Linked DNA regions of Pan troglodytes: region 2 is linked to region 1. Evidence: chromatin contacts called from public Hi-C data. All regions are on one chromosome and are shown on one strand. Each heading gives the region's core, a stretch centred on a gene start, on an enhancer-like site or on the middle of the called end of the contact. The rest is flanking DNA. Distances are from core to core; before and after follow the strand shown. Region 1 overlaps KIAA0319L (KIAA0319 like). Region 2 overlaps KIAA0319L (KIAA0319 like).

What was found. A called contact is a pair of places that touch in the nucleus more often than the background predicts.
Region 2: a Hi-C map of induced pluripotent stem cells shows a contact between it and region 1, with 3 times the contacts expected there. The contact joins two enhancer-like sites. A contact is called at or near these places in 3 of 7 Hi-C or Micro-C datasets (blood and induced pluripotent stem cells) and 1 of 1 datasets of contacts at active chromatin or transcription factors (stem cell-derived excitatory neurons).

Annotation. Positions count from the first base shown.
Region 1 is chr1:195,440,881-195,446,463 of NHGRI_mPanTro3-v2.0_pri, reverse strand. The region is part of intron 2 of KIAA0319L (KIAA0319 like); the gene reads right to left. Among named protein-coding and RNA genes, the nearest start is that of KIAA0319L, 12 kb to the right of the region's middle. Within about 2 kb of position 2,318, at least 5 of the 24 cell types and tissues checked have an H3K27ac peak or open chromatin away from gene starts, as enhancers often do. A contact at or near this core is called in induced pluripotent stem cells, where this site is marked.
Region 2 is chr1:195,535,172-195,540,754 of NHGRI_mPanTro3-v2.0_pri, reverse strand. It overlaps KIAA0319L (KIAA0319 like), which reads right to left. Exons shown (of 21, transcript XM_024357827.3): 12 at 5,388-5,520; 13 at 3,473-3,621; 14 at 2,220-2,371; 15 at 1,729-1,867; 16 at 35-194. Among named protein-coding and RNA genes, the nearest start is that of KIAA0319L, 110 kb to the right of the region's middle. Within about 2 kb of position 3,069, at least 5 of the 24 cell types and tissues checked have an H3K27ac peak or open chromatin away from gene starts, as enhancers often do. A contact at or near this core is called in induced pluripotent stem cells, where this site is marked.

The DNA.
Region 1 (5,583 bases), core at 1,069-3,568:
AGAATAAATTTAAGATAGTTTTTAAATTGAGTTGGATTTACTGCCCAATTATGCTAATTTTCTCATCCCTCTTCATTTTGTCACACAAATGGGGAAGTAAGTTTATATTTGCACAGGTCTTCTAAAGGGCAAAAAGAACCCACCAAAATTATGGTTTTCCAAGATAGTAGGATTTAAGATGATTATCTTTCATTAAAGTGTTTAAGCAAGACACAGTGATTTAATTTCACTGAGAGAGAGACCAACTTTAGCAAATTCTGATTGGCCTTACTTATGTCAATTAAATCGTGATATAACAAGATACCATAGACTTGCTCAATGCTAGCTGAATTTTAGAATCAAAAACCTTGCATGGTTTGTGTTAACAGCCAGAAAACTCTACCTTCCCCCAAGTGACATGTACTCAAGTCATTATCCTACAGTCTGAGGAGACTGATTTAGGATTAATAATTTATTACCTTCCTGTACTGCAATGTAGTTAAGAATATAGGACAATTTGGCAGGAGAAAGTTCCTGTTGAAGACTCATTGCTGTAAGATATATTCCATTAGTCATCTGCCTCAATTTGGGTGCCCAACAGATACATGAAGAGTAGAGATATAATGCCACCTAAAAAGTCTCCTGAAAATGCTTTTCCCCTGAAGATCAAGACCAATGCATATTCAAAATATACCATTCTCTTAAAGGAAAAAGACACCACTGGCTCTGACTGGTACAACAGAGGCTACAGCCCTCAAAGTAAGGGCAAACGAGTCAAGTGAGGGCAAGGCCTACAGGTACCCTTTTCCTGCCAGGGACACTTACTTGGGTTCAGGAATACAGGCAGGTATGAGAACAACAACAACAAAAAAAGGCAACTAGTGGTAAAGAGACCTCTTGCTAAGGCAGGAGGTGATTTTGTCCCATCTGCAGTCTCTGTAGAGGTTGAGGGTGATAATTAATCTCTCCCACCCAGAGTTTGGGAATAATTAAAATACAAAGCATGTCAGTTAGGTGCAGATGAAGATCAAAATATTATCTTTATAGTAAGTGATAAGGATGACTGGAGAACATGGCTGAGATGTGTAATCACAAATGGCCTTTCTTATACTTTCCTATACTGAATTCAACTTACCTAACTGGACAAAATGCAGGCTGACCTGGCATGGGCAGACCGGCTACAGCATGGAAGTGGGACAAGACATAAAAATTCTGAAGACTGGGCCGGGCGTGGTGGCTCGTGCTTGTAATCCTAGCACTTTGTGGGGCCAAGGCGGGCAGATTGCCTGAGCTCAGGAGTTCGAGACCAGCCTGGGCAACACAGTGAAACCCCATCTCTACTAAAAATACAAAAAATTAGGCGAGCATGGCAGCATGCACCTGTAGTCCCAGCTACTCGGGAGGCTGAGGCAGGAGAATCGCTTGAACCCGGGAGGTGGAAGTTACAGTGAGCCAAGATTGTGCCACTGCACTCCAGCCTAGGTGACAGACTGAGACTCAATCTCAAAAAAAAAAAAAAAAAAAAAAAAAAAAATCCTCAAGACTGGCCACTCCATACAATAGGATTCTTTTCTAATCTCATCAATCAGAAAAATCACTCTGCCACTCATGGAGTGAGTCGGAGGAAAGGCAGAGGATATAGCAAAAATTACTCCCCAAAACTTGTTCCCTCTTGGGGAGTGAAGTGCCCACTTAACAGGCTGAGGCTGAAAAACAGAGCAGGAAAGAATGTTCCCTAACATGTATATTCCAAGGTACATTATCTTTAATCCAACAAACCTTTATTGCTACCTACTACAGCAGGTATAGTGCTAGATGCTAGAGATGTAACTATGAGTAAAATCGTTTCATGGAGTAGACAGACACATAAACAACTAATTAAAGTAGACTTCTGCTCGAAGCCATAATGGAGTAGCTGATATCAGACTCACCGTCCTGCCGTAAACAACTACAAAACTGGACAGAAGATACAATCCAACTGTTTTTAGTCAGGAGATAACAGGCAGGGCAAGGTTGCAATCCTGAGAAGGGAAACCTGAAGTGAGCCCCATAACTGCCCAGCTGTATGTTAAGGGACAATTTCCCAACCATGACATAGGAAGCCGGAACCCAAACAGAACACATGGGTCTCACTGAGCCCAGGAAGCGGAGATGTGAGTTTGGCTAGAAGGTGAGGGGTAAGAATTTGAGAGGAAGGAGCTGTGAAGAAAGGGGGCCCCAGAAGTCCAGTGGGAGGGTCCCCTGCCAGTCCGTGGCTAGACTACAAAGGCATGCGGCAAGACCACATGATGTTTATTAACTAGATGGTAGATGCTACAGGGCTGAGAGGGAGACTCACTAGAGGTCAAGCAGTGCCCTCTAGGGGGGCAAGAGGAGCATGCTGGAACTCTGGCCCTGCCAGAGTGAAGAGTGAAGCAATCACATTAATGCCATACACCAGCAGAGACACCAGAAAGGCCTCACCTTAGGAGTAAGGACCACACTCTAGAGCAAAACCTACTCTGAACCTCTCCTCACAAAGCCTAAGGCCACACAGAGTATAACATGGTATAATCATAGAGAGATGCATAGATATTATGAGAACATTAGAGAAGTCCACACCAGGGGTCTCAGGGAAAGCATGAGAAAGGAGCTTATGTTTATCTGAATTGGAATACATCAGGCAGAATGGTAATGCCATATGCAGAGAAATGGAGCCCTCTACACAGAAATGTGAGATGAACTGTGACATGCATGTGAAGGACAGAAAAGAATAGAGAATGACTCAGGCAGCCAGGTGCGGTGGCTCACACCTGTAACCCCAGCACTTTGGGAGGGTGAGGCAGGTGTTTGAGACCAGCCTGGCCAACATGGTGAAACCCTGTCTATAGTAAAAATACAAAAATTAGCCGGGCGTGGTGGCAGGTGCCTGTAATCCCAGCTACTCAGGAGGCTGAGGCAGGAGAATCGCTTGAACCTGAGAGGCAGAGGTTGCAGTGAGCCAAGATTGTGCCACTGCACTCCAGCCTGGGTGACAGAGCAAGACTGTGCCTTGAAAAAAAAGAAAAATGACTCAGGGATTTCTACCTCAGAATATGGCTAGAGGTGGTCTTTTCATGGTTATAGGGAATAAAGGAAAAGAAAGGGGGTAAAAGATCACAGGTTCAGTTTTGCTATACTAAGTTAGAGGTAGCCGTGAGACATCTTGGCTGGAGATGTGCAGCGTACAGATGGCTAAGTGGTCTGGAGCTCAGGAATAGCTATAAATTTGGAAGTAGTGAGCACATAGGTGACAAGTGAGGAAATGAATGAGACTGCCCAGGGAGACCACAAGTGGGACAAAAAAGGGTGAAACAGAACCCTGACAAACAAAAGATGTAAGGGAGAGAAGGGAGTGGGGGAAAAATAATTAGAAAGTGCTGTGCATTGGCTAAGAGGAGGACAAAACAAAGCATGGTGTAACTTAAGGCAAGTGAGGAAACGGTCTCAAGAAGGTAATCAAAGGTGTCAAATGCAGCAGAGATGTTAAGGAAGGTAAGAAATAAAAGCGTCCAACTAGGAAGATCAGTAGTTACCCTGGCAAAAGCCAAGGTTTGGGCAGAAGCCAGACCTTACTGAACTCAGAAGAGGACGAAGGTGGGAGAATGGAAATAGCAAATGTGGTCTACTCTTTCAGAAAGCTTCACTGACTGCAAAGATCAAGTCAGGGAACTGGACAGCAATCTTTCATGAAGAACAGTGCCTGCCTCAATAAATATTTATTGACTGAGTAAGTAATTTTAAAAATGAACAAAAGAATGAAGAAATCTATACCCATCCAGTTGTTTCTCTAGTCCTTGTCTCCAACTGTGTCAGTTTGTCCATCTATAAACTGAATACGTATTAGGCCCAAGCCAAGTTCCATTTCCTCCATGAAGCTTTCCTTGATTTTTCTAACCTTCAACAACCTTCTCTACTATAATAGAAAAGATGAATAATAACAAGTGTTGGCAAGGATGTAGAGAAACTGGAACCCCCATACTTTACTGGTGGAAATGTAAAATGGTGCAGCTGCCGTAGAAAACAGTTTCTCAAAAAAGTTAAACCAAGAGTTACCATAACATCCAGCAATTCCACTCCTATATATAAATATATATATAAAAGTGAAATTTTATATATAAATTTATATACATATATAAATAATGGAATTGCTGGATCATATATATATTATTACATGTTTATATACAAGTAGTGGAATTGCTGGATCATATATATTATTACATATATTATATATATGATCCAGCAATTCCACTATTTATATATGTAATATATACATATATAATTACATATAATTATACATATATTATACGTGATTATATATAATCCAGCAATTCCATTTATATATAAATTTATTTCATATATAATTATATATAAATTGCATATATATTTTACTATAGTGCAATTGGATATATACATATAGTGGAGTGGAATTACATATATACGTTTTATATATATATATATACATGATCCAGCAATTGTACTATTTATATGTAAATACATGTATTTATATACAGATACCCAAGAAAATTAAAAACATATGTTCAAACAAAAATGTATACATAAATGTTAAGAGCAACATTGTTCATAATAGCCAAAAAGTAGAAACAACCCAATGTCCATCAACTGATGAATGGATAAACAAAAGTGGCATATCCATAAAGCACAATATTATTCAGCCATAAAAAGAAATGAAGTACTGATACCTGCTAGGATATGGATGAACCTTGGAAATATTATGCTAAATGAAATAAGCCAGACACAAAAGGCCACGTATTGTACGATTCCATTTATGAAATGTCCAGAATAGGCAAATCCATAGAGTCAGAAAGCAGATTTGTGGTTTCTAGTAGCTGGGGGAGGAGAGGATAGGGAGTGACTGCTAATGGGTACAGGGCTTCTTCTAGGGGTGAGAAAAAAGTTCTGGAATTAGATAGTGGTATATCTCAATTTTAAAAAACTTCTTGGCCAGGTGCAGTGGCTCACGCCTGTAATCCCAGCACTCTGGGAGGCCAAGGTGGGTAGAATGTTCAAGGCCAGGAGTTTGACACCAGCCTGGCAACATGGCAAAACCCCATCTCTACTAAAAATACAAAAATTAGCCAGGTGTGGTGGCGCACCCCTGTAGTCCCAGCTACTCAGGAGGCTGGGGTAGGAGAATTGCTTGAACCCTGGAGGCTGAGGTTGCAGTGAGCTGAGATCGTACCACTGCAGTCCAGCCTGGGCAACAGAGTGTGACTCTGTCTCGAAAAAAAAAAAAAACTTCCTCTAATCTCTCTACTACAGAACATCTAAATTCTACCCATCTCTTTAGGACTACCTCTACTTGTTTGTATTGAATGAAATTACTGAGAGATTCTTTGAAGACAGAGTCTCATCAACTTTCTCCTGGACTATTTCATTAACATGCTAATGGATACCCTAACCTCTAACCCTGACCTCCCTCCCTTTTCCATCCATCTCCATCTCCACAATTACCACTTTTCTATACTCCTGCAAAAATTATTCAGAAATTTACCAGTATTATAGTATATTTAATACAGTATTAATAGTTTTATATTTAATACTAGCATTAAAGTATTATAGTGT
Region 2 (5,583 bases), core at 1,820-4,319, 94 kb before region 1:
TTTCCTTTGCTCCCCCCATTCATTGCCCAGCTACCTCTGCTCCGTGTACGGCTGAATCTTTTGCACAATGATGTCGGAATCCAGCACCCCCAGGAGGACCCCAATCTGGCGGATGAACATCCCCTTCAGCCTCTCAGTTAGCTGACTGACGTTGATATCCAAGATGATCTCCACCAGGTTGTTTTTCCTGGGATCTGGAAAGCATGTGGATCAGTCATGGCTTTAGAAGTAGGAGAGTAAACACAGACCTGCCACTGTGCATTTGCTTTGGCACAGGAGAGAAAGGAGTGAGAACATTCAGATATCCTTCAAATGGAAAGGGACAATAGTGAATTCCTGATCGGGCAATCTGGGGCTGGCTTAGAAAGCTTCTAAAGCACTCCTGCTCTCTATACCAACCTGAGAATTCCCACACAAGTGCTGGAGATAAGGCTGAAGCAGTGATGCAATGAGGGGTGGGGAGTAATGACGGGAGTGGGGAAGAGAGAAACACTTAAACATTTGTTTTAAAAGCCTCTGTGCAACTGGCAGTGCTGAGCAATCCAGGCCAAGTGGGGGTTATTAAGCAATCTCTCCTGACTCACATCTGATTTTCAGTGCCTCGCTGTATTTTGTGCACAACAATGGGAGGAAAAGTGTCCATCTCAACAATCTCCTCAATAATGGGAATGCATCCGTCCCTCCAGGTTTAAATACAGTTAACAAAAGAAAATCCAGTCAGCCAAGACACAAGGATTTCCTTAGAGCCACATCACAGCTGCACTATCTTTGTATAACTCTAAAACGGTGAGGCTATCATGTTTTACTTTTGAATATGTCCTAAAGATGTTCTACATTTGGAATTTCAAACTGATTGTTTGGAATGCCTTATTTACATACTTGAATGCACCACTTGCCTGTTCTGATGTATAATTTGCATAATTAGTAGACTATCTGTGATCTGACTTTAAACACCAAAGAGATTTTATAGTGTCTCAGCTACTGTCCTTCCTAGAGGCAGGACAAGGACTGGAAGACCTCCCAAGATCCCTTCCTGTCTAAAACATCCATATATGAGGTTGGCCTAGATAATAAAGAGTAGGTTTAAAGTTAATACCATTTCATCAGAAGCTCAGGAATTTATAAAGCTCTATCCCACCTCCATACTCAGTGCCTCCCTATCACCATATTAACCTCAAAGCAAAATAAAAACATGGTTCTATTTAAGAAGAAAATTTTTATTTCTGCAAAGCTGAAAAATGTAAAGAGCACTATTACTTTACCTTCCCTGGATTATCAGACAAGGCCTGAGGCTCAACTTATAAAAATAAATTGTTTTCTGCATCTGGATGCTGATGAGACATCATGACTCAAGCTATTCCCATGCTCAGATTCCCAAGCACTCTGAGCCCTCTCTCATCAGTCACGAGGAGAGGAGAAAGTGCTGGACTACGAGCACAAAGGCCTGGCTCTGACACAACTGCTGTGTGACACTGAGCAAGTCCTGCCCTCTCTGAGTTTGTTTCTCCATCTGAGATGAATAGGGGGAGGTCTGTATTTCTGCATGGGTAGGAGGTATTGTTGGAACAGACGGTCTCTATGGATTTTTCAGCTTGGGGTTTCTCGATTATTTTTAAAGATGGACATGCCATCTGGCTCTGTCCATGCTCGGGGAAGGGGGTCTCAGGATAGAGGCCTTGATTGGCTGATTCAGCAATTCTACTCAGCCTCATCACTAAATGAACTCACCAGGTTTCACCTCCACAGTGGTCCGGTCTGTGTCACTCTCACCCTTTGCATCGGTCACTTTCAGGTGAAAAGTGTAGGTTCCCTCAACCAGGTTTGAAAGAAAAAGGATAGGGTGATGGTCAGAGTGATTTAACACCTCCTGTAGGGTTGAACAACATGGCTATGTTACAGAACAAAATGCCATTCCTTTCCTGGAGTCAGTTGCTGCTTTCACCATAACTAGGCCCTTCAGGGCTGAACTGTTTCAACCTCGGGCAGTTCCTGATACAGAACAGCATCGCAGCCTACAACTGCTAGGATCAGGGAAGGGAAACCCATTCTGTGCTATACTAGCTTACAGAATGACCCTAAGCAAGTCACTTCACCTCCCTGGATTTCAGAGAACAATCTGGGTTTGATATAAGGGGCCACTTGATTAAAGCATATACTGGAATGCGTGGCTCCTCCTCCTCCCCACTCCTGTGTAGCTCTCCAGCTCCTAGCACACTTACCCCTGCTGCTGGGCTCCCCTCATCTCGAGTCCAGAGGTAGCTGACTATTCCCTTGTCATCTGAGGACTTAGAGCCATCCAGCTCTGCTGTGCTCGTGGGTAGGGTAATCACCACATTCCCAGTTATCTTGGCTATAGGTGGTTTGTTTATTTCTAATCAAAAAGAAATCATTGACATAATGTGACATTCTGGAAAAGAAGAAATGTTTCTTCATGATGCTTATGGGGAAATTAAAACATCAAGAGTACCTTAACTGGAGAACCTTTTTAAGTGCCTGTCCCTGCCACCAACCAACAGTGTAGATGAAAGCTACCAGCGCTGCAGTCCTGAGGTTCCAGTCCTACCCAGAGAAATGTTCTTCTAACACTGTACAACAGAGGGGACGAGTGTGCTTTCCTCTCATATTCTCCCAGTAGCCTTCCCAAATGGAATCCATTTCTCTGCTTTGGAGGTATGTGATGATCAGAAATAACGGCCCAAACTGGCTTAAAACCTTGGAGTTTAGGTTTCACCTAGCTGATCTTGCAAATTCTCCTTCAAAATATCTTAAAATGTTATTCTCTGAATATCTTTTTGGACCCCTTCCTTGGAACTTCACAAGAGAAAACAAAGAGCTACCTCTCTTATTCGGAGCCCCACGTGAAGCTCTGTATATTCAGATGTCTGTGCAGTATTTACTCAGCTTGGTATCTTATGTCTGGAGGTCTGCATATCTGATGGTTTTTCCTGCTATCAACTTAGGGCCCTCTCCCACAGCTCTCACTGGTCACTGTGCCTGTAAAGAGCAAGGCCTCTGGCTGGCCTCAGCTCAAAGGCTCAGGGCAAGCATAGTCAGCTGTAGTGCGGCCGTCATTCTCAAGCCTGACAGCAGGTGTCACTGTAGCTAACAGGAGTCACGGCCCAGGTCTCAGCAATGCAGAGGGGCAAAATAAAAATGCAAAGAATAGAACCCTTAATTCTTTCCCTATTCAACTGAGAAATAAAGTAAGGAGGGAAGGAGGGAGGACTGAAAAGAAAGTAAGGGGATGAGAGGGAAGGGAAGATGTAAGCAGGAGGAGGGAGGGAAGTTAAAATTCACCTTACAGTCCAATTAAAGGCTGTTTTAGAAAAGAAAATAACAGTTGCCCTCACCCCAACCCTCTTACCCACCTCTTGCTATCTCTAATCAATTTCTGCAGGCAAACATGACAGGATAAATTCTTCAGCTATCTGACCCTAAGAGGCTGCTACACAAACTGGAGGCAGAGAGGTACCTTCTTTGACAATGACATTCACAGAGCTCTGGCTTTGCAGGTTCCTCTCATCTTTGACAGTCAAGGTGAACACATAGGTCCCCACTTGCAGCCCAGTCACAGTGGCAACACTGCTGTTAGCATTCTCGAGCTGCACCCCATCAGGTCCCCTGCAAAAAGAGAAACTAGAGGGTAGAGTTGTACCTGTCTGCTGCTGTCCTGTCCCTAACTTAGCAGGAGGAGACAATGACTCCCTCAGCAAAGACACGAACTACTGTTACCCAGACCTTGACAAGACATGTTTAAAAATATTTCAATTGGACAAAGTGTCATCTGGCCTCAAAATACAGGCTGCCTGCTGGTCAGAAAATTCAAATAGCTTTCAAACACCTCTAGCCTTATCCTTTATATGAGCTTCTAGAACACTTGAACGCTTTACCATTCTAGTTTGTAAAAGGAAGAAAGTTCTCTGAGCAAGTCTCTGATCAAAAGAATGATTTAAGAGTGATGTTTCTAAAAAGCATTTCTGGCCCAGTAGTTGGTTTGGCTCTTGCCAGCAAGGAAGCAAAATGCATTTCTTAATCACGTGCCCAAATCCTTCCTGATGAAAGGAAAGGAAATGGGGCAAGACTGCAGAGGAACTCTCAGGACAAAATCATCTTGTTTGTAGCAACTCTATAAGCAAAGTTCCCTCCAGCTCCTGGACAGGGGCCATCAAGCACCTAGGACACCCTACATCCCTTCTTCCCCCTTGTGGCCTCAGAGACTTGCCTGCAGCAGCCAAGGGAGCTCTGTGCCAACATTGAGGCTGCACACAGCCAGAGAGCCCTCTGCTCAAGGATCAAAATGCCCCAGAGCTTTTAACTACAGGAAAGCCAGAGAAATCTGCAGACATCCAGGATTTACTTTGTTTTGCCTTTTAAAGTTACAGCCTCTGATCCTGGTAGCTCCTCCTGAAGCACAGTCTCCTTCAAGAAGCTATGCTAAGCATTATCTCTGCTGTAAACACTAATAAAACTCAGCTAAAAGGTCTATCAGCCATATCTTCAATAAACAATTATAATTAAAAACACCCTGGGCTGGGTAAGATTATGTTCTACAAAAGATAAAAACAAGAGCTGAGGGAAATAATTTCTAGATTCCAACTCAGCAATCTCAAAAGCAAGTCATTTGTATAGTCAAATTAAAGTTCTTTTCCACCCATCTCCAATGCCTTTGTCAAACAAACAAACAAACAAACACAATACAAAAAAAAACCCAGGCTGTCCTATGGTTGCTACCTTTGGAAACAGAGAATACTTTTAACTCTTCTTAGAATTCTTTTGCTACTTGTGGGATCCTGCATATAATTTCAGTTGCATTAGTTATGGTTTAAAGGAGCTAAAAGAAACTATAGGAACTAAGAATGGTTCAGTTAGGTAATTTCTATGTAATTAGAATTATTTTGATTACCGCCTTTGGCCTCTGGCTAACTTAATTGGTAAATGGTGTCTTCAAGAAAACAATAACAGAGTAATGCTTTCATTTTATGGATGTATTTTCAATTTCTCTTAATAGCTGCTCTGCCCCATCCCCCGTGCCAGCCTTACCCAGTTAATTCTGAGCAACAGTATTTTTCTGCTCCATTACCCCTTCCATCCTGCCTCTCAAGTATAATTAAACTCTGCATTTCAGCAGATGGATTGTACCTGCAAAAGCACCAGGATCACACAGTACTACCTGGGGACTAGTTGATGGCAAGCATTCTTTTTTTCTTACAAAAATTATTTATAATATCATTTTCTTGGAGTTGAAGTTTGGAATTGCAAACATTTCTTCCTCAGTCACCCCACCGGATAAGCCAATAAGAGCAACTCAACTCATAATAGCAAACAAAACCTTGCTCTTCCAAGGTCTGGAGGCTTTGCAAAAATAAGGATTTTGTGTCAATACTCACTGTGTTTTTTCCCAGAGATATGAGATAATTTTCTGATCATCTGAGCTCTTGCTGCCATCCAGGGTTGTGCTATCCACAGGAAGGGTCAGCTCTTTATCTGGGCCTGCATCTGCCTGAGGAGGCTTATTGTTTTCTGGAAGACAAAGAGTTAGAGGTCAAAAGCAGCCAGTCCAGGTGGGAAAGGAGAGGAACCAAT